Regions from separate parts of the Sus scrofa genome. Here all the other regions are linked to region 1. Evidence: chromatin contacts called from public Hi-C and HiChIP or PLAC-seq data. All regions are on one chromosome and are shown on one strand. Each heading gives the region's core, a stretch centred on a gene start, on an enhancer-like site or on the middle of the called end of the contact. The rest is flanking DNA. Distances are from core to core; before and after follow the strand shown. Region 1 overlaps ZBTB20 (zinc finger and BTB domain-containing protein 20). Region 2 overlaps ZBTB20 (zinc finger and BTB domain-containing protein 20). Region 3 overlaps ZBTB20 (zinc finger and BTB domain-containing protein 20). Region 4 overlaps ZBTB20 (zinc finger and BTB domain-containing protein 20). Region 5 overlaps ZBTB20 (zinc finger and BTB domain-containing protein 20).

Region 1 (5,209 bases), core at 2,366-4,865:
CAATGCCTGCAGGAAAATACTGATGAAAAGGAGTCATCACATATTCATTTGTCATTACTATAAGTAACAGATGAAGATATGCTATTTTTACAAGAAAAGCTGGAAATTTAAATTATTTGGAGGCTATGCATGTAAAATAATAATACGTTTTAAAACAAAAACTCACTCTGGCTGTTGTATTTACACGTTATCCTGTATGGTGTGAGGCAGGTAATGGGATGGTGTTTTACAGACATCTCTGTCACTGGAAAATGCTAAACCCAGAAGATTAACATTCCTCTTAGGCTTCAGGTAGGATTTTCACATTCATTTGTGCATTGTCTTTAGCTCTTCTGGCATAAACCAAACCCAAAGGGATGAAGTCAGAGTTTTATGTTGTTTTACAGTGCTTTTTACCTTGAATGCTGTCAGTCACCTGAATTATAGTTGGTGGTGGCAGATGTGTAGGTGATAGGCAGGCTGGCCTGGCCAACATGAAGGCTGGAACCATCTGACTGACCTGCCCAATGATGGGTTCGAGGGCTAGGGGACTAAAGACATGACAAAAGGTCAAAATAGTTTCCTCATTCTATACCATGCAAGGAACATGCTTGTGTGAATTACCTTCATCCATCCTTAAGTGCAAGGGAAAGAATGCCTTAGAAACCTGCACATCTGGGGAGTTCTGAGTGCTCTTTCATCACAGAGTAACTATGCTGATGCAGGTATCATAGGCAGACTAGGATACAGCCTGGTTTCAAAGTTTCAGCCTGGTTTATCAATTGGGAGGGAAAGGAGTCTTTGCCACCCCTACCTTCCATACTTCAGAAAACCCAGAACCGGACCCGGAAATCAGGACCTAAGGTTTTCCAAAAATCTCTGGGAAGCCCACAGTAACCTCTGTTTCTGTCATTGGAGAATGCCAGTGCCCACATTCATGCTTGGCAGGTCCAGGAGGATGGACAAAATTGGTTCTAATCCTTACCGTCTCTGCTTTTCAGAAACTCAGCTTCTTCATATGTAAAAGACAAATAATAATAAAACAGAGAATGGCTGGGTATAAAACCCCATGAGGTGAATATGGCAGAAAAATGTGGACTAATTACAAATGCATCTCTCCCTGTGGGTTTACAATACCCTCTGCCAGGTCTCAAGGCCGGGGGGTGGGTAAGGAGGGGTGAGTGTTAGATTTTAAAACCTACCCACTCCCATACCACCGGTACAACCGTGCTCAGCAACCTGCCTACTTTCCTGCATTGTTGCAATAACTAAATGAGATTATGTATGTATAAGCATCTGGAACAGCAGACGTGAGCATCAATCGACTAAAATTTATTGGGCATTTACTATGTGCCAGGCACTGTTCTAGGGACTAGGGGTGTGGCACCAAACAAAACAACCAAAATCCCTGCTCTCACAGACCTTATAGTAGATTTTCTTCCCCCATAAATATCAAGTAGACAAAATAGGTACATGGACACTAAGAATTGATTTCATTTTATTTGTCATATCTTTCCTTCCAGAAAGTATAATTGGGAGGAAAGGAGTGAAAGAAACAGGGGCAGGGAAGGGGTATGCCGATTGTTTCCCCCTCACCCGTCACACACACAAAACCCCAGAACCATTCTTTGCCCTGATACGTGGCCCAGGAGCCCAACCTCTCTGGACTGTGTTACTCAGGCTGCCTTCTTCTCTGGCTTCTCTTTGAATTTGGCCAAAAGGGTGGGATCAGCAAGAGATGGGAGAGTAGGAGAGGTATTTATTAGCCCAGCTTCAGCTCTGACTGGATGTAGGGTCCTCTACACATTTCCTCCTTCGGTTCAGCAGCTTAAAGCTGAGATTAACAACTTCCCCCTACTGCTAGTCCCTGGTGCTTCTCATCCCTTGAGGGTCCCCAGCCCCTTCTCTACCTCAGTATCGAGTCCTTTCATTCAACTCTCCTCGGTTAAAACCTCTGAGTGTGCCATCTGGTTCTTGCCAAGATCCTGCCTGATACAGGGAGAGAAATATACTGAAAAACATTATAAATCAACCTTGCCAAGAAGGTTAAAAAAACTGAGAGAATAAAATATCTTAATCATGAAAACATCTTAAATGGACCTGAGAACATTAGACCAAGTGATGAAAGGATAAACTGTAGAAAACGTGATAAGCTGGAGTGCCAAAGGTTGGTTTCAATGAAAAGACCGTAGTGCTCAGGTTTGCTGGGCTTCTCTAGGCCAAGTGTAGCTTTCTTGACCCTCAGCTTCAAGAGGAGCTAATGGTAGAGCAGCAGCAACAAGCCACATGTGAGCAGAAAGATGTGTCAGGAGGGCGATACAGTAAAATCCAAATGTTGAAGAAGGGATTGCTCACCCTAGATTCTTTCTGCCTTTGCTACAATTACCATCCATTTGCCCCTGACCTGATCTAGATATTAAAAAGGTTACTAAGATAAAGGAAGTACCTCCTTATAGCTGAAATGATGAAAACCACAGAACTGACACTCTGTGAAAGAGCTACCATCACGGGGCACTCCGTGTGCCAGCACTGTGCCACTCTCTTATAGGAATTATCTCATGTAATCCTCACATCAGCCCTTAGAACTTACCTTTTAAGGTAAGTTCTATTATTTCCATTTTATGGATGAAAAAACTGAGGCCCAGAGAAGCAAAGGAATGTCCCTAGGGCACACAGCTACTGGATGGTGTACCTCAGGTCTACCACCAACCTCCACTGGGGTATTTTGGTACCACCTCCCCTATGCCCCCCTCCCCAAGCCTCTTCCATGCACCACTGGGAAAGAGAGAAAGGAAATGGTTACCAAGCCAAAAAAAATCAGGGCGGGGGCACAGAGGAGGGGTTGATGAGGAGGGTCATGGGTCAAAGTTGTCATGATCCAATGACTGTTTATCAAAAGGAGGTTCTGACTAATTCTTTTCCATCCAGCCAGGCTGATAAGTGAAAGGCACATTAATGTGCAGGAAAGGGTGGGAACTGAGCGAGAAGAGAAAACTGGGAGAGGGAGACAGAAGAGAATACTCTCCTCTCAGCAGCCCCTAGAGACTGATGAGAACTCGCACAGATAAAATATTTATTTTCCATATGTTGCAGCAAGCATTGCCATCACTGTATGTGTGCAATATGTGCAAAGACGTGTGAAATCTATACATCAAATGCCACCGATCTAGTTAATTTCCATGTATTTAACATGCTTAATACCTCCCATCTCCTCAATATGTTTTCATGTATATTTCTTTCCCCATACAATATGGTCTGGTAAGGAGAGAGCCAACATCATCCACAACCTTACTCACTGCTATGTTTCAGCCCAAAACGTGTTGCCAGGGCCAGCATGATGAGAGTTAAAAACCAGTAGATCCTGCTGGCTAACTCAGCTGCCCTGTCACCTTAAAACACCTCCCTAGTTTGTGAAGCAGCCTTTTTCTCATAACAGAAAGGTTTGCAGTGGGGAGATGAAAATGTTTTTGTTCTCTTTGGACAATTGGGAGATAGTCAGAAGGTCAGAACTGACCGTTGAAAGGCAGGTGCCTACGGCCACACTTTTTCTTTTTCTTTTTTTTTTTTTTTTGAATGCAGAGCTCCACCAGTGTGGCGGGAGGAAGTGCACAATGATTGGTCTGTTTCTCTGTGGAAGTGTTCAGGGTACACCCAGTTTTGCTTTGCATATATTTACGAAACATCTGCCCTTTTCTTGTTCTTAAATCCTTCCCCCTCACCAGCCCCCTTTCCCCTTTCTCCCAGTTTCTTTCTTTGTTGTCGTTGGCTCGTCTAACTTTTTCATTGGAGCTTTCATTTTCCGGTTGAGGGGCGACTTCATCAGAGTGTATAATTTTAACATTGAGGGAGAGAGGTTGGGAGGGAGAGAGGGTGAGAGAGAGAGAGATTGAGAAGAAGAGAGAGAGAAACTGAAAAGAAAGAAAGAGGCTAAGCGGCCAGAGCTTGGCAAACCAACCTTTGGCATGGTGACCAGGAGGAAGGTTCTGGTCTGGTGAGGAGTTCGCCTGACAAGCTGCCTGGAGTCATCCGGTGTGCTGCTGCCCTCTAAAGGCTCCAGGGGATAATGCACAGCCACCGGGGCTGGGAGAGACTTGCCCTCAGATGTGCCATGTTTATATAATTCTTTTACACAACCAAAGAAGGTTATTTGCAACTAATTACTACATGAGTTACTTTTTCCTCCTTAATAAACTACGAACTGCAAAAATAGGGTCAAAACGACATCTGTGCATGTCTAGACTTAGATTGTTGTTGTCTTAGTGTTTCCCAGCTCTGGAAAAAGGGAGTCTAGAATTATTGGAGAAGAGTGAGGTGGGAAAGGAATTGTTTCTAAGGAGAGTGAGTGGATCTCTGTTATCTGTGCAGGAGTATAAGTGAATGACACTAGGCAAACAGAGGGGTGAGGCCAAAGGGTTGAGGCTTCAGTATTTTCTACACATAGAAGTGGTTGCAATGCCTCTATGCTATGTTCTCCAGAGGTGACCCTTGAGACAACAAACAGGAGGGTATGGTGCCCGACTCATGTAGGAAGCAGAATCAAATCTATGGAGGGAAGCAAGGCCATTGATAAAAAGAACAATGCAACTTTTGCAAAGTTAAAAGAGCAATGTTGGTGAGTTGGCCATGTACTCTTGTTTGAAAGAGACATTCCTTAATTCCCTGAAACACACAGCTGAAGGCTTTGTCCATGAGCATCTTAAATATTTTTTCTAAGTGATATCTGTCACTAGTGTTTCATCCTGATATTTAAATGACTCATGAGGACCAGCCTAGCTTTAGTGAGCAAAATGGTCCTACTCTGATCAGATGCCCTTCATGGGTTCAGAGGAAAAACAGCCAATCAAGGTAGATTTCACTGCTGCATAAGGAGTAGGAGACTTAATTGGGATTCAGACTATAGCTATTCTCGAAATAAACTTTCATTTCAACTCAATTTCATTCCATCAACAAACCTATATTGAATGACAGCTTTGTCTAAGCTACTCTGCTTAACAGTATACATTAGACCGCAAGTCTGGGAGGGCAGAAACCAGCTTGTTTTATTTCCTAGCTCATGCTGGCACATCATAGACACATTATAAGTATTTGTGAAATGAATACATGAATAAATGAGTAGGGGGAGGGAAGGAGGAAGGAACAAATGGATGAACATGGGGAATTCAAAAATAGCTACGACATTTTTTTACCCTCAGAGAGTTTACAGTCTCATAGGGAATAAGCACATAAATAA
Region 2 (4,877 bases), core at 1,921-4,420, 210 kb before region 1:
TTTTTCCAATTGTGTAGGTAAAAGATGATATCTCACTGAGTTTTCAATTTGCCTTTTCCTTGTTAGGAGTAATACTAAGCATCTTTTGATATGTTTAATAATTTGGGTGTTTAAGTTTTTTATTAGGCGTCTGTTCATTTCGCCTTTTCTTTTGATTGGGCTCATGGTCTTTTCCTTATTGACTTCTTGCTATTTATACATTAATTACATAATCTTTTTTTCTGTATAAGTTGGAAAGTATTTTTCCCAATTTGTCCTTCTTTTTAATTACTTTGCTAATGGTATGTGTGTGTATATATGTGTGCGTGTGTGTGTGTTTTAAGGCTGCACCTGCGGCATATGGAAGTTCCCAGGCTAGGGATCAAATTGGAGCCGTAGCTGCTGGCCTATGCCACAGCTACAGCAACATGGGATCCGAGCCACAACTGCAACCCACACCACAGCTCACAGCAACACTGGATCCTTTAACCCACTGAGCAAGGCCAGTGATTGATTGAACCCATGTCCTCATGGATACTAGTCGGGTTTGTTACTGCTGAGCTACAACAGGAACCCCATGTGTATATTTTTGCCATACATAAGTTTACTTTTAATATAATCAGATTTACCAATATTTTCTATCATGGTTTCTAGATATTGAGTCAGATAGATAGCCCTTTCCATGTCAAGATTACAAAAGGATTTGCTCATGTTTTCTTTTAGTACTTTGGTAGTTTAGATTTTTATATTGAAAAATAAAATGTATTGAATGAGGTTTTTAATCCAGAAGATATTTTCAGGTTAAAGGAGGATCTGAGGAAAGGAAAGCCATGATGTTCCCAGAGCTTAATAAGCTGTGGCTGACCAGATGCATTTGCAGAGTATAGTAGATCTCATTCCTTTCCGCCAGCAGGATGCAATACATTGCAATAAAGAGGAAAAATCTGGATTTTAAAATTAAAATTAAGAATTACCATGTTTAGGGAGTTCCCATTGTGGCTCAGCGGGTTAAGTACCCGATTTAGTCTCCATGAGGATGTGGGCTTGATCCCTGGCCTTGCTCAGTGACTTAATGATCTGATGTAACTGCAAGCTGTGGCATAGCTTACAGATGCAGCTCAGATCAGTGTACCATAACTGTGGTGTAGGCCTCAGCTGCAGCTCCAATTCAGCCCTTAGCCTGAGAACTTCCATATGCTGCAGGTGTGACCATAAAATGAAAAACAAAAACAAAAAAAGAATAACCATGTTTAACCTTTGAGGATGTTCACCTTTCCTCTTTCTATATTATTGTTTGTTTTTGTTTGGTTGGTTGGTTGGTTTTTGTTTCTGTTGGAAGACCATGTGCTAGCAAAGAGGCCGCAAGCTAATGACATTCATTATTGGTTCAAATTCTAGTATCCTATGCAATTCAGCACTAAAATCTTATTAATTTTGAAATACAAACTGGTATAAAATAGTGCATAGGAGTCAGAACCCCTGAATTTGTCTACTGTACTTAGAGAATCTTTCTTTGCCATGATTTCCATCTGTATTCAGTGGAAAAATAAGGTTGTTATTTCAGAAACAGTTAAAAAGCAAATACGTACATTTTTGGAATGCTTTGAATTTTGTAAAAAATTAGTTCATGAAGTTATTAGCTGATGATATTTTCAAATCAGCTAATATGGCATATGATTTTTTGGAGGGAGGCTTTACGTAGAAAGCTTGATTTTCCCCACACTCCAGTTAATATTTGCTCACCTTCTTCTACATTTTGCTTTCATTTTCAAAAGGGGTCTTTTAAAAAGTATCTGTTTTAGGTACTGGGGTTATAACAGTAAACAAAACAGATGAATACAAAAAAAAAAAATCCTTGTCTTCAAAGGGCTGATATTTGGAGTTCTCTCAGAAAACAAATATGCCATAAAATATAAAGCAGACTTTTTGGATAAAGTCTGTAAATGTAATAGAGAGCAAGAGAGGGGAGGGGAATAGGAAGTGCTAGGAAAGGAGTGTATCTTTGATAACTAGAATCAAAGAATCATACACATTTAGCAGTGAACTTTAAAGGATATGTAAGGGTATCTGAGAACTCCAAATACACTGAAATGACTTTCTGGATCATAGAAAGAACCAGAATGAAACATATACAAGTAACCAATCATGTATGAACATATTGGCTCTATTCAAAGTCAAATAGCAACTTATGTCAAACTTTTCTACAAACAGCTCACATGTGTTTAAGATACTCACCTCTTTCATCTAAGCCAGACTTACCATCAGCTTTTAGGCAACTCTACAGAACTTGTTATTGAGAATGAAGAACCAATGTCAGTGTGATTAGGAGCTGGTGAGATTCTTGTTTAAGTCATGTGATATGATTAATCTTAATAGATGAAGCCAGATAATCTTAGCTGGAGTAAGACTCATTCATTAGATGTGAGGACCTTTTCCTTACCCCTAAATGTAGCATCTCTTCTATGGAACCCAAAGCTTCAGAGTCTGTAATGTATTACAGTACTCTACTGCAATTATAATGCTTCTAAACTGTTTACTGAACTTTCTTCATACTTGGATTACTGACAGGGTGATGTTCTTTGGTTAGCACTCAAGTTCTCCTGTGATCTAACCCAAATTTGCATAAAATTTTCCTATTTTATTTCTTGATATTCCCTTTTACAAACTAAATGACTTGCTTTTTCCAATGCATGATAATCTCTTTTTTTTATGCAGTTTACACTGCTTGAAATGATTTCCCTTCCCTTTCTATACTTTGAAATCTCATCTATCCTTTAACAGTTTAATGGATTCTCCATCTGGAATCTCCTTCTTTAGTCATTTCTTCAAGTCATTACTCATTTTACCTAGCTAGAAATCTATTCTTTATTTCTCTGTCTATCTATTGATTATCTATTTATCCATCATCTATATACCCATTCCCTAAGGTACTTGGTATTTATTATATACTGAATAAGTGGATGAATGGTAAAATGGGAGGATAACAGACATTATATGGGGATATGAACAACCAATAAAGTAAAAGTGGTCTTGAGTAGATTCTATAGTCTGCTTTTGACAAAATATTAAATCCAATGTAAATGTGCCTTGTTTGACTTGGTCTAGAACCTGGGAGGCTGTCTGGTGGCATCCCAGGCTGCTGTCATATGTGAGATAATCTGGAACAAGCTTTCCTTTTAGAATTTAATACTTCTAGCTGATGTGTCCAAGCTACCTCATCAGGGTGTAGACTATGCTGACCTCTCTTACTTGATACCCATTGGTATGCTGAGGTTGGATCTTGTTTCCTACCTGAGCTCTAAAGATAAGAAAGCTAATACTTTTAATAGGGCTGTTGTGCCTCTGATTAGTTGAATCTGATGCTTTCAAAATCGCTGCTTTTCCCCTGGTGTGGGCAGCACATGATTTATTTTTAAATGCCATTCTTTCAGAATATTTTCCACAAGTAAAGGGTATGCTGAGAGAAAAAAAAAATTAAGGCATTGATTTAAAAATAAGTCCTGGTACCTCAGGAAAACGCAAGCACCAAGATGCAGTGGTTGTTAGAAGTGAATTGTGAGAGCATATAGCTTGGTCTCAGTAACATGACACACTCATATCTGATGAGACTAGAGGGAGAAAATAGCACTTCAGGCCCAGAGACAGGTTTAGTTATGAGTTGAAGGTGAAGTCAGTACTATTTAAAGTTTCATTTTATTTATAGAACTCACTAGTAAGTGTAGGGTTTCCAAGAAGGTAGAAGACGTGGCTTCTGATCCAGCACCCTTTCAAAATAATAAATATGATGAAGCTAATGCAAGTATTATTAATACATATATACTGAAACTTATAGCTGAATATACAGAGTAAGTAGGGTACTAATGAATTTACCTAATTGGAAATCTCATATAAAGGAAAATTTCTAACTATTCTATACAATGTATGGGACAGTGCCTCAGGGAAAGTATTGTTGTTGCCTAGAAATTCCATTGGACCTCATAACTAGACCAAGGAAAAGAAGGAAATCATCTCTGAAAACCACTGGAGTAGATTCAGGAATTACTAGACCAAGGAGGCTGACGAGAGGGAGATAAGAGTATCTAGAAAATGTTGCTAAAACAGTCTGTTCCCCCGTAACACTCATAGACCCAACCCCTACCTGAATCCCTGCCTTACATCAAGTCTTCTTCTCAATCTGTTAGGAACCTTCTTTCTATGATATTATAATGCAATTGCTCTGTGATTTGATAATAGAAGTTAAGCCTATACATTTTCATAATCACCTTCTCTAGAATACATCCATTATGCAAAGGAAGGAAACTTGTATGGCAATAATGATGATGTTTTATTTTAGGTGTACTAAGCTTTCGCTTATATTATCTCATTTGGTCCTCACAATAAACCTCTGAGGTAGGTGCTATCAATTTTAGAGGTGAGGAAAAGGGAGTCCTAGAAAAATTTCATAACATTTTATTTAGAGTTTCTCTGTCTCTTTCTCTCCCTCTCTCTCTCTCACACACACACAGAGTAATAGAAAGATGATAGATTAAAAAAAAAAAAAAAGCTTGGTGTATGGTTTGCACTCCTGAGTAAGGGTCACATAAACCTAATCTGGAAAATGATATTAAGGGAGGTTTGAAATCAGTCTGATTTAGATTTGAGTCTTCATCTGCCTTTTACTAGATTCATAACATTTGGCAAGTTTTTCAACATTCCCAAGTCTGAGTTTTTTCATCTACAAAATAGGAATAACAACAACACAGCAATAGAAGTATTTTGAGAATTAAATAAAAATAGTATAGGTAACCTGCCTAACTCATAGAAAGCAATCAATGGAAGTTAGCCATAACACAGATAACGATTATAACTATCAACTTATTTTCATTAACAGTGGCAACAAAGGTGGCAGATGCTTAAAT
Region 3 (5,084 bases), core at 1,110-3,609, 240 kb before region 1:
AATTAAAACATGTGGGTGGCATTGGGGGGAGAGAAAGATCATTATATAAATACTAGTATTGCCATTTTATTTAATTTATTTATTTATTTTTGTCTTGTTGGCTTTTCTAGGGCCACTCCTGCGGCATATGGAGATTCCCAGGCTAGGGGTCTAATTGGTGCTGTAGGCACTGGCCTACGCCAGAGCCACAGCAAAGAGGGATCCGAGCCGCATCTGCAACCTACACCACAGCTCATGGCATCGCCGGATTCTTAACCCACTGAGTAAGGCCAGGGATCGAACCCGCAACTTCATGGTTCCTAGTTGGATTCGTTAACCACTGCGCAACAATGGAACTCCGCCATTTTAAATAGAATATTATTTTACTCAATCCTGGCAAAATTTAGTTATGCAAAGAGTCAGTATATTTGTAAAGGTAAACAGCAAGTCTAGTAAGTAGTATAGTAAGAAAACTCTGAATTATAATCTCCAAAGTGAGTTATTTCATAAAGTGTAGAAGAAAATAATTCTGCCAGTTATCAGTATACTGCCTCTCACAATCAAATCTATCCTTCCTTGTCTGCTCTACAAAAATATATCAGGGTTCTTTAAATATTTTTCCTTTCCTAGCTGTATGAGGTTGCTTTGTTGGCAGAGGATTCAGAGAGACATAATAGGAGGAAGAGGTTTTCCTTCCTGGCTCCCCTATACTTTTTTGGTAGCCTCTTGCAGTGTGCATGGTTTCTCCAGCCTGGCTTCTGCATCACACACAGCTGCCTTGGGGCCAACAGCTAAAGCACAGGTAGCTTCTCCAGTGCCCAAAAGCCAGCTGCTACATCCAGCACCCACCACACACACACAAGCACACATACACACACTGAGTGGTTTACATAGTAGTATGCCTCAGATGAGACAGCCTCCCTGTGAACAGCTTCCCTTGCACGCTAGAGTACAGATTTCTGGAAAGTTTTGCTGACACAGCTCTATAGCAATGTCTCTGCTATTCATTCATTCATTCCTTGGCTACATCTTGTCCAACAAGGGCTGGATCCCAGTCTGGAGTTGTAGGGGACTCTTCCTTGGGCACCCTCCATCAGCCTCAGAAGTTGAGGTTGCTCCTTATATTTGCTTATTCTTATATACCTTACAATTCTTTTTACTTCTTACTAGTTACTCCCTTGTTGCTCCAATCCCCTGTTCTAGTTAGTACTTCTTTATATTAAACTTTCCGTGTTCAAATTGCTGTGTGATTTCTCACTCCTGATGGACCCTGACCTATATATGACCAAAAAGTATTAAAATAATCTGTATTGTTTGCAAATGGGGGGAAGTAAATATTCTAAGCCATCTCTTTATGGAATGGATTAGAATTAGTATGACATGCCTTATCCAGGCCTGGCTATTAAATGAACAGAATTTTGAGAATTTGATACTGGATTTAAAGGTGACATAAGACTATGATGCTATCTATATACCATTTGTAATTATACATGTGGTTTTCAGAACCCAATTTTAAAGTACTTACTTAATTTTACTTGAGTTTTTTTTTAATGTAAACTACACTAAAGCAAATTGTAAAAGTCTGGACTTCAAAGGTAACTTGCTAGTCTTGAAAAGATGTTGCAAAATAAAAACACTATAAGGTGAATTTGTAGGTTATTAATACTAGGGGAATAAAGATAACATTCTTTTTTGAGAACTCATAGCAATAGAGGTAGTTATTGCTATTATCCCTATTTTACAAATAGAAAAATAGAGGTTCAGTAAGGTTAAGGAACTGACCTAACATGGTATTTGCAGTATGTTTCAGAGCCAGAATTTGAACTTAGGTCTTCCTGTGAGCCCTGGCTGTAAACCATTGCTCTCTGCTTCCAGAACGTTACCACAAAAGTAAATAGCAAGCTACCTGGGTAAACAAACACAGAACACTTATGTGATTTTGATCAAAGATCCAGAAAAAAGAAACTCTAATGTATCTCTAGAATGTACAGCACACCCTGAGATATTTCTGAGACAATGTATTATTCTTATCTAACAAGATATGGACAAACTGGGTGAACACTGGTGATCAAATCCCCAGAACCAAAGTGAGAACAGTGTATCAAAAAAAAGCTCAGAAGCCTTAATTCAGAGCTGAATTGAAGGCAGATGAAATATTAACAGCAGTTCTAGCAGCACAAAATGAAATATGAGATCCTGTATCAGAAATTATTAGTAACCTGTTAAAAGAAATGCTGAAAAATGGCAGTTACCAAATTAAAACTGGGAAACAGAGCCCAAATGGGAAATTTCAAAAAGTTTGGAGGAAAATAAATGACAGATTGTCCTCTTGGCTCTTATTACTATGCCATCCTAAATCCTACTTGGCAATACATGGTGGAGGTGAAATAACTGCATCACTGCCAGTGCTGGTCCTCAGATTTGTAGTCCTAAGTGTCTGTGAGGGTGTCTGGGATTGATTGGAAAAGTAGTTGGAATTTAGTAGCTTTATCTAAATTGAAGAATCTGGAGACTCTTATTATGAAAGGCTTCCTCTCATTTGTGAATTGGCCCCTTTGCTCCACTTTTGGATGCCTGGCTTCCTCCATGCCGAGCTGCACTAAATGTTTCTACATGGGAAAGCTATTCTCCTTAAGTGCTTTCAAATTTAAAGCATCTATCTGGATATGTTCATGTTTATGACTCAAAATATCTAGCATCACAAAAAGAGGGAAAGGTTAGAAATACCAAATACTGGGTAGTAAATGAAGGCGATATTTTTCCATCGGTAACTGAGTGCAAAGAAATGACTATAAGCAGAGTTGTTGAGCAGTTGGTGCCAGAGAGAAAAAGGAAATGAGCTATAGAACCATAGAATCTTAGTGTTGGCAGAGACTATGGAGTTCATGCAGTCCAACCCTATCATTTTTCAATGAAGAGACTGAGACATGGGGAGTTAAGGGACTTGACTTGCCCTAGACACATAGTTGTTTACTGACAGTCAGGCCAAAAACATTTCCCAACTCCCAGTCTGGAACTCTGTAGTTCAGCATGCTGCTGCCATTCTCTACTGAAAATTAACACTAACCCAGCCTGGAACAAAGAAGAATTCAGCATCTGTGGGGAGCAAGAAAAGTGATAAATTTTGAGATAGAAATCAGGCTGGGGAAAGGATAGGGGGAAGGCATGATTCTTTTTCCTTGTGACTCATTGGCCAAATTTGTGCAAGGCGTTTTGTGCCAGTTTACTCCCCCATGTCTTCCCACAAAAAATAATAGGATCCTTTAGTTGTAATTCCCCAGGGTTCGTATTTATGCATTCAGATTTGATTTGCTTAGAGAATTTTCCCATGTACAGGTTATCTTGATTGGTTTGTGGGTGGCATTGCTATTGATTCCCATTATTTATGTGAGCCTGACTTTTTTCTCTGCACTGATATGTGCTCCAAAGTCCTTGTAGGGAGAATCTTCTCCAAGGGAAACCCTAACTGAGGATCAGATGTAAATTTAAGATGCGAAAATTATCTTCTGTTAACCTTTTTATTCCATTAGCCTCATAGAGAAGTTGAGCCATATGGAGGCCTTATAATCAGGTGTTAGGCAAAATATTTTTCTTTATTTGGAAGCATAGGATAATTTGAAGATAACCAGTAGCAAAGAAGATACAATAAAAAATGTCCCAATAGGACTCCCTGTGAAATAGCAACATGGGTCTTTTAGACAAGTCGAATATTTTTTAGAGTAGAGCAACCGGAAATGAGAGAATCAGACAGTATGATGAAAACTACAGATGGGATGCTTTGCATGAAAAGTGATTATGTACAAGAAAGGGCTCAGAGCAGGTAGGCGTGGAGTTGGAAAGGAGTGGGTAACTGAAATAAAAGAAGATAATGCTTGACCAGGTCTAGTAAAATATTCCCTGCCATAACCACTGTTCCATGAACAGATTGAGCCAAGAGGCCTGAATAAACTAACCTTAAGTTCAGCTTTGCCGTTATTGTGGGAGGCATCAGGGGGAGCACATCCGGATTTGTGTTACACAGTAATCACTGCTGGGTGTCAGCATTCATCAGCCAGATGGTCAGACCCACAATTAATCAATTAGGCTGGGATGATCAACTGGACTAAGTTTTCCCCTTTGGTAAAAAACCCTCATCATGTGGTCAAGGCCGATAGCACTTTTATCCTGTTGCTTCTGGAGAGGCTTCTAAAAATTCCTCTTTTCTTTTTTAGGCCTCTAGTTACTGAATGCTATTAAGCTCCAAGTTGCTTTGACAATGTAGATACCCTAAATCAAGATTTTAACATAATAGATTTTTAACATCCTCTATGTTCAAGTATAATGTTTAACATATCCAGACAGAAATAAACTTTTTAAAGCAATATTCTCTGAGGAATGTTATTCAACTGATTTTACTAGCATCTTCATATTGGTTCCACTCTGTATGAATGGAACCATATGCCAGTGGAAGGACACTGGCAATGATTCTTTTGCTAGACACTTGGGAAGATGATATGATAATCAAATAAAAATAAAAGCACTTTATTGCAGTTCCTGTTGTGGCTCAGTGGAAAGGAACCTGCTAATATTCATGAGGATGCGGGTTCGATCCCTGGCCTCACTCAGTGAGTTAAGGATCTGGTGTTGCTTTGAGCTATGGTGTAGGTCATAGATGCAGCTTGGATCTGACATTGCTGTGGCTGTGGCGTAGGCCAGCAGCTGCAGCTCCAGTTTAGCCCCTAGCCTAAGGCCCTTAAATTTTTTTTAAATAAATAAAAAATAAAGTAAAGTAAAAGCACTTTATTGAGTGCTCACCCTGTGACAGATACTGCTGTGGTAAGGATTGGCAGACTTTGATTCAATCCTTCTGGTAATTCAAGGTGATAATATTCCATTTCACAGAGAAGGAAACTGATGCTAAAAAGTTCATTTACTCAAGAATAATCATTTATCAAAGATGTGTTGAGACAATTTAATAAGCTGTGGAATGGACACTAAAATTTATATTCTTTACACATCTTACACATCTGTGTATCTTTAAGGAGTAACAATTGGGAATACATGGTGGGTCCTTATTACCTCTCTTCAAAGCACTATAAAGAAATCTTCTACTAGTATTTCCCCGC
Region 4 (5,425 bases), core at 1,411-3,910, 190 kb before region 1:
CTTTAAGAGGCAAACCTAGAATCATTTATACATTCAGTGCCAAAAATCGACAAAATTTTAAGTCATTAAAAATACATGACTTTTAGGAAATAATATTCATGTTCTTGCATTCTGAAGTATTCTTCATGTTTTATAACATTGATCCTGAGGCCACTCATGTCAGGTGAACAAGACTAGGTATTGTTATTTGTACCCTCCTCCCAGGAGGTTACAATGACTCACTAGATGTCACTCAACAATCCCAAATGAAGAATCCAGAGAGACCGTCTTGAATTCTTGATCTGAAACCTGCCAGGATATCCGTTTACTATGCAAAAGTCATCCTGGGGAGGGTGATCCTAAGTGTTAGTTTTAGATGATAATATTACCTTTGACCACACACTTAAAATGTCTTCTGGTTTTGAATTGGGCCTCTGGTTACCCACAGAATACAGGGAAAAGGCCATGTCAATTTCCTTCTCAACAGTTAAAACAGTCCTTGTCACCAAAACTATCATATGTTAGATCACATGTCTGTGTCTGTGACATAGTCAGGCCTTGGCTTCTCAGGATCTACTCATTACAAGTGAGTTTATGTGCCTTGAAACATATGGCCTTGATATATGATCCCAGAGCAAAAGAGCAAGGTATTTCAAGCTGGCCACAATTTTATTGACTCTTACAGGCTTGCTTTGTAGTCATTCCAATAAACTAGATGAGAAATTTCTGATGCTCCAAGCTACCCAGTCCCTAGGACTCCATTTCATGATTCAGAGTCCAACTAAACAACTCGAGTGCTTTTGTGTGACACTGTGACCACAGGGATAAATAATTGCTTAGTAATTCTCTTTGAGGCAGAAAATTCTAAACATGGAGAAACCATTTCCCCTTAATGGGAGCCAGAAATCCTGTAAGTGCTTGAAATGGCATTCACAAGTCTGAATGGTAAACAGATAAAAACAGGAGCGCACCAGTTGCACAAATGACTTGCTTGTCACAAACTTGTCATTGCAGTCATCTAACATTTCTTTCACAGAGCCCGATGGAAAGTATGGAACAAACAGGCCCTGCTGACGTTTTGGCTCTGCTAAGCCTTCCTCCGAGCTAAAGCATCTGCAGCATCTTCCTGTTCTAGACCCTTTATCTGCTGAAGTTAGCTGATACTGTACATGTCAAAGAAATGTTTGACTATTGCATTAACAAGTTGATGACAAGCAAGTTATTCCTGAAACTGAAATGCTGCTGCTTTTAGCAGGCTCCCATTTTGACCTTCATCTTAGTATATAGAAGAACCCTAACAGAGCAGAGCCCTGGGGACCTACCAGTATTGTTGCCCCAGGCTTGTACAAATGAGCAAGGACCATCTGTCTAGGACTGAGGTGCAGCAGTATAGTGAACACATTACTAGGCAGTTCCGTCAAGTTTATGGATGAGGTTTTCTGGTAAAACATAAATGTTATAAGCACTTTGGACTCTCCTAAGGATTCCTTTTGTGGGGATAAAATAGGCTGCATAGAAACTCATTTCCTCCCACACCCCCTCCACCTTAGACACACACATGCACATACACAGGTCTGTATATACTTCAAAAAATGTTAATACAGAACTATCCACCCAAGCCCCACTCCTGTATTTTTCTTTCCCCAGTTTCAGTTACCTACAGTCAACTGCCATCCAAAAATATTAAATGGAAATAAACAATTCATTATCTTTAAATTGTGTGCCGTCCTGAGTAGTATGCTGAAATCTCACACTATCCCACCCAGGATGTAAATCCTCCTTTTGTCCAGGGCATCCCACCAGCTAGTCACCTGGTAGGCAACTTGGTTATCAGATCAACTGAGATGGTACCAGAGTGCTTATGTTCAAGTCACCTTATTTTATGTAATAATGGTCCCAAAGCACAAGAGTAGTGATGCTGCAAATTGGATCTGCCAAAGAGAAGCTGTGAAGTGTTCCCCTTAATTGAAAAGGTGAAAGTTCTCAACTTACTAAGGAAAAAAAAATCATATGCTGAGATTGCTAAGATCTATGGCAAGAATGAATCTTCTATCTGTGAAATTGTGAAGGAAAAAGGAATTCATTCTCGTTTTGCTGTCATACCTCAAACTGCAATAGCTATGGCCACAGTGCAGGATAAGTGCTTAGTTAAGATGCAAAAGTAATTAAATTTGTACAAAAAGAATTTTTTTGAGACAGAGACAGAGAGACCACATTTATATAATTTTTATTACAATGTAATATTATAATTGTTCTTTTTTATTATTAGTTGTTAATATCTTAGGATACCTAATTTATAAATTAAATTTTATCATAGCTATGTGTATATAGCAAAAAACATATGTATTTGGGATTTGTTATAGTGACTTGGAGCTTTAAGCATCCGCTGGGGGTCTTGGAACCTACCCACCTCAGATAAGGGGAACTACTGTAGCTAGAAGAGTTCATGAAAATGGTATACGTTTGACACAGTTGTTGCCAATTCTTGGATTTCCCCTTATCAGTAGCCTCTCCTCACCTCCTGCTCATTGGGCATAACAGCTGGAGCTATCTAAACCTAATCAGAGCCATGCTCTTATGACCATTAGCCGCCTCACAGAAACATGTGACAGCCCTTTCTAAGATACTACCAGTTCATCTCCAGCCTCAGCAGCCAGTAGGGAGTGCTCATACACTGTACAACTTCAGACTTTTGCCTTTCTGTTTAGGAGCCCTCCCCTTCCTGGGGGACCCACCCTTTGTGTTCCCTGTGTGTGAGTCTGGTGGGTCCCAGGCTTATCAGCACCCAGACCAGAGCTGGCACCTGTAACTGGAGCCTTGCCTATTGCCTGCCAGTATTCGGCCTCTGCTGGTGCTTTAGGCATATCAGCACTTGGAACAATGGAGCTTTCGCCCCAAAGACTGGCCTTTTCATAAAGCTGAGCTTCTCTTATTCACCAAAATGTCAGGTGCCCTACATTTTTTTCAGATGCTTCGTTCAAAGTACATTGATAGTGTCTTATCTGGTTTAAATATTGACAGAAAAACTTGCATTCTCAGACTTAATTTCTGGCTTGTGCCCCCAGGTACTTTCATTTTTAAAAGACTTGTGTAAAAATGATTATCGTTATTCAGCCATAGGACCCAAATTTCTTGTGAAAGTAATGATGGAGCTTAACTTTCTTTTAGATTTGACAAATTGACCACAGTACTATCTCCCAGATGAAATGTTTTACTCCCATCCCAAGTATCTCAGCCTGTAATCTATACCCCAGCTTTGTTACCATTGAAGACAGGTGGGAAGTGTGTGTGAAGAGGGTCCCTTGTTTTGCACAGTTAAGAATAATGCCCCTAGAAAAGAAAGTGAAGGTAGGTTGAGGGTGCACTTATCTCTTCCATGGAAGAAAACATGTAAATGAACCATTTGAATTTTAAATGGAATTTTAGTGACTTTTCCTTCCTTCTTAAACTTCCTAATATGATTTCTGTAATGATTTTCTGTTTTCTTTCTTAATAGAACTTAAATGGCAAAGAAATGATAGGCTATTTTTGATTTAGGAAAAAAATGAAAATCTTTTTTATGGGAACTTTCTTTTTAAATCCTTTAGGGAATAGATAATGGCGACAACAAAAAAAGTTTTCCTTTTCAGGGGGCTAGATGATTAGTGTATGTGCTTTTAATATGTATTTACTTACTTAGTTGATTGTCTGTTTATTTTAAGAAAACAAGAAAGGAAGGAAGAAATGAAAAACTCTAGTGCCAGAGTAATTTTTTTTATATTTATAGAATCGTAGGGCTGGAAAGGAGCTCGATGAAAGGGTTATGACTTTGCATCATTCCCGCTTTAAAGATGTGGATGCTGAGACCCAAAGATGTTTTATAACATGAACAAAGGTACACAACAGGGTTGTTGCAGAGCCAGGCCTAAATTGAGGTCTGACTTTCAATTCAAGCAATACTCACTCAGAAATTACATTACTTTTTAAGACTTTCTTTGAAACAAAGATAGTTTTACTTGAATAACTTACACACCGATGTGCTTAAATCTAATAGAACATTTGCTTTTGGGAAAACAGAGTCTGCGCATTGCCTGAGTCAACTCAAGAATGCACATTTGAACAGTTTGGAGGCATTTCTTCCCAAGCTGTATTTTACCTGAGTCGTATAAGGACCCATTATAATTTCAGTTATCTCTTTTCTCTTATAAGATTTCAAAGAAACACTTTCTCCATTTCCACTTTGGTGCCTGAAAACATGTATTTTTAAATGGGTCTGTTTCTTTAATAAGTATTCATTTAGGTAGGTCATACTCTAATGTTGTTGGAAATAAAAAAAATCTTTTATCAGTTGAAAGAAATCTGTTTTTTATTCCCACTTTTCCCCATGTTTTAGTCGGTCTTTGTAATCTTCAGTTTCAACAAAACGCTAAGTTAAAACATCAATGCTTTTGTTGTTTTGGTTCTTTTAGTTTAACATGAGGGAAAATTTTAAAATGCCTTTACCTTTTTGCAGCTATGATAATTATATACTCTATTTTTTATTTATGCAAAACTTATTTTTGAGGGTTTTCTTTTTGTTTCATTTCTCTATTTTTGCATTTTCCAAACATCTGTACCATGGCTGGTGGTGAGAGAGCAGGGGCTGGCACTTTTCCTCCACATTTTGAGAGAAAGAGAATTGGCTGGAATAAAACCTTGCTTTCCATATGGTTGACTTGAAATCCAGCATTAAAAAGGTATCGTCTCTTTTTCTTTTCTGAAACCAGCGGTGAAGCCCAGAAACAAATGACAATATCAATGCCAAAGCACCTGTTGATTCACATCAAAAAAGTCCTTGGTAGTGCTTCCCCCACGCCATCAGTTGAAAAACCTTAATGGATGAATGGTCTTTGTGCACTGGTAGCATCATATCAACAATACATGCTGCTGGTCATTCATTTAAGAAAGTTTAGATTCTACATGTAGTAAAGAAATGAATTTAAAGTTCTGCTTTTGATTAAAAAAAAAAAAAAGATCACTTTGTAAGTATGTTTGACTGTAAAGTGCTTATTGATTCCTGGAATAGTTGGACCTAGAGTCACTGACAATAAAGAGGAGAAGATGACCCTAGTGCTTTCTTTTACCTTGATTAATTCTAGTTAGGAAAAGTAGTTTTGGACTTATCAATTTTTTAATGTAATTATTAAAACATAAAAAATAATGTGAACATACAAGATCCAGCCCCCAGGTTAAACAAATTTTAATCAATATGGAAAATTTATTTCCAAACCTGCTTTTATCTTATGTTATTACATTGTAAGTTATATACAGTGAAGTACACAAATTGAGTATATAGCTTAATGAGTTTTTATGTAAGTATACATCCATGTGAAAATACTCAATCCAAGATACAAAACATTCACAATACCTCGGAAGAATCCTTCATGCCCTCTTGCAAGTGATATTCTCCAAAACTTTAACAAAAGGT
Region 5 (4,772 bases), core at 391-2,890, 150 kb before region 1:
AAAGAGGCTGGACACTTATACATTAAAAATGACAGGATGAAAAAGAAGGAGGATTGTGCTTTTTCCAAATGTCAAAATTTAAAATGCTAATAAAATCCAATAAACAGGATATTTACCATGGCTACCACAACTAGCAAAGGTTAGCATGAACAAGGACTGGAAACCATCAAAGTTACTGAGAGATGATAGTCAATGAGAATGCCAACCCTGGGTGAGTTTTAATAGCAGTGGCATGTGCTCAAGCCATGAGCTGCTTCTTTCAGAGACTGAACCCAACTATAATCATTACTTATAAGAGATTTTTTAATGGATATATTATTTCATTACTGTGCTTTTTATTTTTTCATAGCAGAAGTTACTTTTGACTCACAGTGAGAAAACTATTCTTATATGATTTAACTCCAACAGTTTGAGTAAGATGACAGAGTGCTCAGACACAAACAGGGCTTGTCTCTACACATCTTAGACAGAGAGAAGAATATTCAAACATGTGTATCTTGCACTTAATTTAAACTGCGTGGTTGGTTACCGATCTCTTTGGCAATTCAGTATAAAGTTTTATTACTGTGAAATAGAATAGGGTAGGGATTTATGTCACACAAAAATGAATTTCCATGGATGGGAACACACATGAAATAATTTAGGTAAGCAGTATGTCAAATGAAAATTTAAGATGTTAGAGCTGGTGGTGCAAAGGGAGGAAGCAAAAAGGAGGTTTGTGTAATAGATGATAAATATATCACCAGGGAAGGAAAAAAGGACCACAGTTGCTATAGGAAGTTATTATTAATGTTGAAGAATTGTAGAAAACGTTGAAGAATGAATTTTAAGACCACGAAATCAAAGCAACTGATTAGATGAGGGGGAAGTCTCATTTGAATGTCAATAGAAAATAGAACACTTAAAATCAGTACAAGCTCTTACAATTATACCCAGGAAGGAATGAAAGCCACAGGCCTAGAGTTTCTGTAGGCTTAGACATTAGGGACATTTTTTAAACTTTTTTTTTCTGCAGAGGCTATGGAAGGAACAGCAGTGAGCAAAAAAGCTCCTGTCACTTCCGCAAAAATCCTTTCCATTGATTCAATTTTATTTCAAAGTAGTTCCCAGTTTAACAAAATAGTTCACTCTCAGAGTGGTTCTCTGCTGGTTTATAGAGTAGCTCGGGTATGATGGAAGGGTATGAAAATTTTCTCTTTGTCATTCTGTACCTCTTGCCCTTTTTATGTTTGTGTGAAGAAATTCATAATAGTAAGTCTCTGACATTGTGTTAAAAGTCCCATTTTTAATCTGCCTTCATTTCTCTAATCCTCAAACTTAGGCTAAAAATCTCAAAAAGACTGCAAATACACCATAGGAGTTATCATTTAATTAGCTAATTTGGATGAGGGACAGAGAAGAGTCAGAGTTTAATGTGTCTAACTTGATGTCATCTACCAAGAGAGGGAGCACAGGAAGAGGAAGAAGAGATTTGCCAAGAAAGGACAAGTTATGCTTTTGTTTGGGGGCTTGTTGTATTCCAGCTTGCTGCAAGATTTTAGATTGTCTTAAAATGTCCAAGACACCATAGACAATACAGATCTGAAGCTCCAGAGAAAGTGCTGGGCTGGAGATATTAGGGAGTTATTTGTGAGGAAGTGGTCGGTAAAACCATGAGACCGGATGAGATGACTCAAGGACAAGTTGTGAGGGAAAAAACCAGAGCAGAATACTAAGAAATTCTCATACTTCAAGAGTGGACAAGAAAGAGAGCCAAAGAAAAAATGAGAGAGGACAGTCAGAGACAGAGAATGAGAAAATCCTGCCAGTATTGAGGAAACCAAGGGTGAAGTGTATCAGGGAGGGGCTGTGGTGAGGTCAGCTAAAAATAAAACAGAAAATGTCCAAGGAATTTGACTCAAAAGAGGGCAATACTAACACTGAAGTAAGGCACCAGAAGTGCAATGATCTACCTGAGATAATAGTTTTAGCTGTAATTTCGTAAGTGGTAGGGCTAGTGTAAGGCAATGCAAAGCATTTTTTTTTTTTAATCCCTCAGTTCTCATATTTCTCGGTTTATCTCGTCGCTAATCTCCTTTTTGGTATTTTTTTTAAACTTTTTCAAAGTACTTAATTTGTACTTTATTCAGGGAGCATGATTATCAGGAAGACAGTACACGAAATATAATGAAAGACTACAGTTGTCACAATATAACATTTCCACTCCAAAAAAACTCCTCATCCCTACCTTTCACCTAAATAGGACAGGGAAAAAGCTAGGATTTTTTTTTTTTAACTCAAAATATCACCTTCTATAATTTCCAAACTAGCCATGTGCTATTGAACATTTATTCAACTAGCTGGAGTTCTATGGAGGATGAGAAAGTGAATAAAACATATATTACCCTCGAAGATCTTATGCATCAGTAAAGAATCCATTGTAAGATGAAAACATGTTAAACAGAAGAAATAAAAAGTCTTGGAGAGTGAGCTGAGCTCTGGTTTAGAGGACTTCTTAGTTAAGGTAATATTAGTTTCTATAATATATAAACCTCCAAACCTCAGTGGCTTAATGTAAAGGCTTATCTTTTGCTTATGTAAAAGACTGGTCAGGAATCCAGGTTGGCCAAAGCTCTGTTGCCTTCAGCACATAGCTTCCAAGGTCACCTTGGGTGTGACATCCAGCCAGAAGACTGGTGAAGGGACAGAGCAAAAATTGCAAAGGAACCCTTGTTGGTGAGCCCTGGAGCAGGACACATGACTTCTGCCAACATCCCACTGGCCAGAATTTGGTCACAAGACTGTAGCTGTCTGCAGGGAGGGCTGGGAAATGGCACTTGACTATGTGCTAAGCAGAAAAGTAAAGGGTTTTTGGAATAATTAGCAAGTGAGTACCTAGGGGTCAGGGAGGGTCTCTGGTGTAGGAGTTGGACTTACAGACAACAGAGGAGTCCATGAAAGTGTGCTGCCAAAGGGGAAAGGGAGGGTTTGAAGGAAGTATCAATTTCAATCTCCCCCCACTCATGTGTCAGAGCCACAATGTTGGTTGGGACATGTTACCTCTCAAGACAATCTCCTTAACATTGCTCTCTCATCAGAGAAAATCAGTCTATTTCTGAAAGAAAAAAAAAAAAAATCTGCAATGCAGAATAATTTACTTCACTGGATGCTGAACCTTAAAGCAGAGAAGGATCACAGCCTTTTTCCTTCAAATATCATTTCAAAGGTGAGGAAGAGGAGCCCAGGAAGGCCAAAACCTCTGGATCTCACCCAGTGAGGCAGCTGTCAAACCAGGATGGAACCCAGGCTTCCATTCTATTGCTCTTTCTGTAAGAGAAGCCCAAGTTTTAGCGGGGGGGTGGGGGTGGGGGGAGTTAAATTCCACTCACCATAATTCTGTAGAAATAACCATGGAGCTTCATCATAAATTGTTTCTGTCATCACATTTTAAATTCTACTGCCAAACTAAAGGAAGTCAGCTAATGCTGATGTAAAATCTTCTCTGTGGTAATCAGTACAATCCATATTTATTCCTTATGGAAAAAAATCTTGTTTCTTATTCCAAAGACCAGTGCATATATCCTCTTCTTCATATGTCTCATGTAGACATTTAACAGTCCACATATACAGAGCAAGGGTAGGGGAAATTAACACCTTTACCATTATCCTCTTACCTAAATTTTAAAAGAAAGAGGGATCAAAAGGTGAGTGATGAGTGAATTGTATGACGGTAATTGAGTTTATGTTGCTTTCATTGCTAGAAAATTTTAATTGGCATGGATGCTTAAATGTATATCAAAATGCATGTCACAGCTTTTGTACAAAAATAAATTTGACTTTGGAACATATTTTCTCAAGTGAGAATGATAAATTATCTCAGAAGTTGTGATTCTTTACTTTTGAAAATCATAGGGTCAGTTCTTTAATTAAAAGGTAAAGAAAAGTACTCAATGTCCATGTGGTCAAATCACTGACATCGGGATAATCTAGTAATAAAAAAAAAAAAAAAATCTTGAAGAGACAGATACATTCTATCTTCAGAATAATTGGCCTAAGAATGACTTCTTTCATAGTCTTATACGATCCACTTCTCGAAGTCTTCCATCTCAGTGCAAGAAAATGAAAATGACAGTGGATACAACAAAGAATTTGTTCTAAATATACTCATATCAGTTTCAATCATGGGACTTTATTATTTTTTCTATTAAATAATAGGTCTTTTATATGCAGACATTCTCTTTTCCAAAACAACTTACATGAGTATATGGTCAACCTCTGGTATAGGAAATGTAGGTATAGATATAGATAGACATATAGAGGTAAAGAGAGATATAAAATACTAAATTGAAATTACTGGTAAATATGTATTGCTAAGTGGTACAAGCTCTGTTTATCCCCAGTGGTCTTTTCCATATGTTCTCACAGAGGCAGATTAGACAACTACTTTTTATATCCCTGAGATTATGGTAAGGTATTGCAAAGACCATCATATAATGAAATACAACTTAACATTTATAAAAGCCAGATCTGAGAAAGTCTGTTAATAGGAGTGTAAAGGCCTGGGTGTATCTGGATTGTGAGTACATGATGACAATGCTCCCAAACCTGTATATCAAAGCGCTCCCTTCTCACGGCAGCTCTGCGAAGTAAGCTGGGGATTGTCCTATCCACCCAATGTTCTGGCCAACAAGAGAGGCTTACTAATAAACCAATGCTGGGTTGAATTGTAGAACCAGAATTACTCTACTTCCCGTGTAAGAAGTGCCCTCCAATCAGATTTTTGGACCTGCCAT

What was found. A called contact is a pair of places that touch in the nucleus more often than the background predicts. HiChIP or PLAC-seq counts read pairs in DNA pulled down with a chosen protein or histone mark.
Region 2: an H3K27ac HiChIP or PLAC-seq map of skeletal muscle shows a contact between it and region 1. The contact joins two enhancer-like sites. A contact is called at or near these places in 2 of 47 Hi-C or Micro-C datasets (embryonic fibroblasts and skeletal muscle) and 1 of 2 datasets of contacts at active chromatin or transcription factors (skeletal muscle).
Region 3: a Hi-C map of subcutaneous adipose tissue shows a contact between it and region 1, with 3 times the contacts expected there. The contact joins two enhancer-like sites. A contact is called at or near these places in 11 of 47 Hi-C or Micro-C datasets (embryonic fibroblasts, fetal heart ventricle, heart right ventricle and 5 more) and 1 of 2 datasets of contacts at active chromatin or transcription factors (skeletal muscle).
Region 4: a contact with region 1 is called in a Hi-C map of liver, with 6 times the contacts expected there. The contact joins two enhancer-like sites. A contact is called at or near these places in 6 of 47 Hi-C or Micro-C datasets (embryonic fibroblasts, epiblast stem cells, liver and 1 more) and 1 of 2 datasets of contacts at active chromatin or transcription factors (skeletal muscle).
Region 5: a contact with region 1 is called in a Hi-C map of skeletal muscle, with 4 times the contacts expected there. The contact joins two enhancer-like sites. A contact is called at or near these places in 2 of 47 Hi-C or Micro-C datasets (embryonic fibroblasts and skeletal muscle) and 1 of 2 datasets of contacts at active chromatin or transcription factors (skeletal muscle).

What each region holds. Positions count from the first base shown.
Region 1 is chr13:145,592,671-145,597,879 of Sscrofa11.1, forward strand. The region is part of intron 6 of ZBTB20 (zinc finger and BTB domain-containing protein 20); the gene reads left to right. Among named protein-coding and RNA genes, the nearest start is that of DRD3, 170 kb to the right of the region's middle. Within about 2 kb of position 3,616, at least 47 of the 83 cell types and tissues checked have an H3K27ac peak or open chromatin away from gene starts, as enhancers often do. A contact at or near this core is called in liver, skeletal muscle and subcutaneous adipose tissue, where this site is marked.
Region 2 is chr13:145,384,396-145,389,272 of Sscrofa11.1, forward strand. The region is part of intron 4 of ZBTB20 (zinc finger and BTB domain-containing protein 20); the gene reads left to right. Among named protein-coding and RNA genes, the nearest start is that of DRD3, 380 kb to the right of the region's middle. Within about 2 kb of position 3,171, at least 4 of the 83 cell types and tissues checked have an H3K27ac peak or open chromatin away from gene starts, as enhancers often do. A contact at or near this core is called in skeletal muscle, where this site is marked.
Region 3 is chr13:145,358,727-145,363,810 of Sscrofa11.1, forward strand. All of the region lies in intron 4 of ZBTB20 (zinc finger and BTB domain-containing protein 20), which reads left to right. Among named protein-coding and RNA genes, the nearest start is that of DRD3, 410 kb to the right of the region's middle. Within about 2 kb of position 2,360, at least 17 of the 83 cell types and tissues checked have an H3K27ac peak or open chromatin away from gene starts, as enhancers often do. A contact at or near this core is called in liver and subcutaneous adipose tissue, where this site is marked.
Region 4 is chr13:145,403,236-145,408,660 of Sscrofa11.1, forward strand. All of the region lies in intron 4 of ZBTB20 (zinc finger and BTB domain-containing protein 20), which reads left to right. Among named protein-coding and RNA genes, the nearest start is that of DRD3, 360 kb to the right of the region's middle. Within about 2 kb of position 2,661, at least 13 of the 83 cell types and tissues checked have an H3K27ac peak or open chromatin away from gene starts, as enhancers often do. A contact at or near this core is called in liver, where this site is marked.
Region 5 is chr13:145,449,096-145,453,867 of Sscrofa11.1, forward strand. All of the region lies in intron 4 of ZBTB20 (zinc finger and BTB domain-containing protein 20), which reads left to right. Among named protein-coding and RNA genes, the nearest start is that of DRD3, 320 kb to the right of the region's middle. Within about 2 kb of position 1,641, at least 15 of the 83 cell types and tissues checked have an H3K27ac peak or open chromatin away from gene starts, as enhancers often do. A contact at or near this core is called in skeletal muscle, where this site is marked.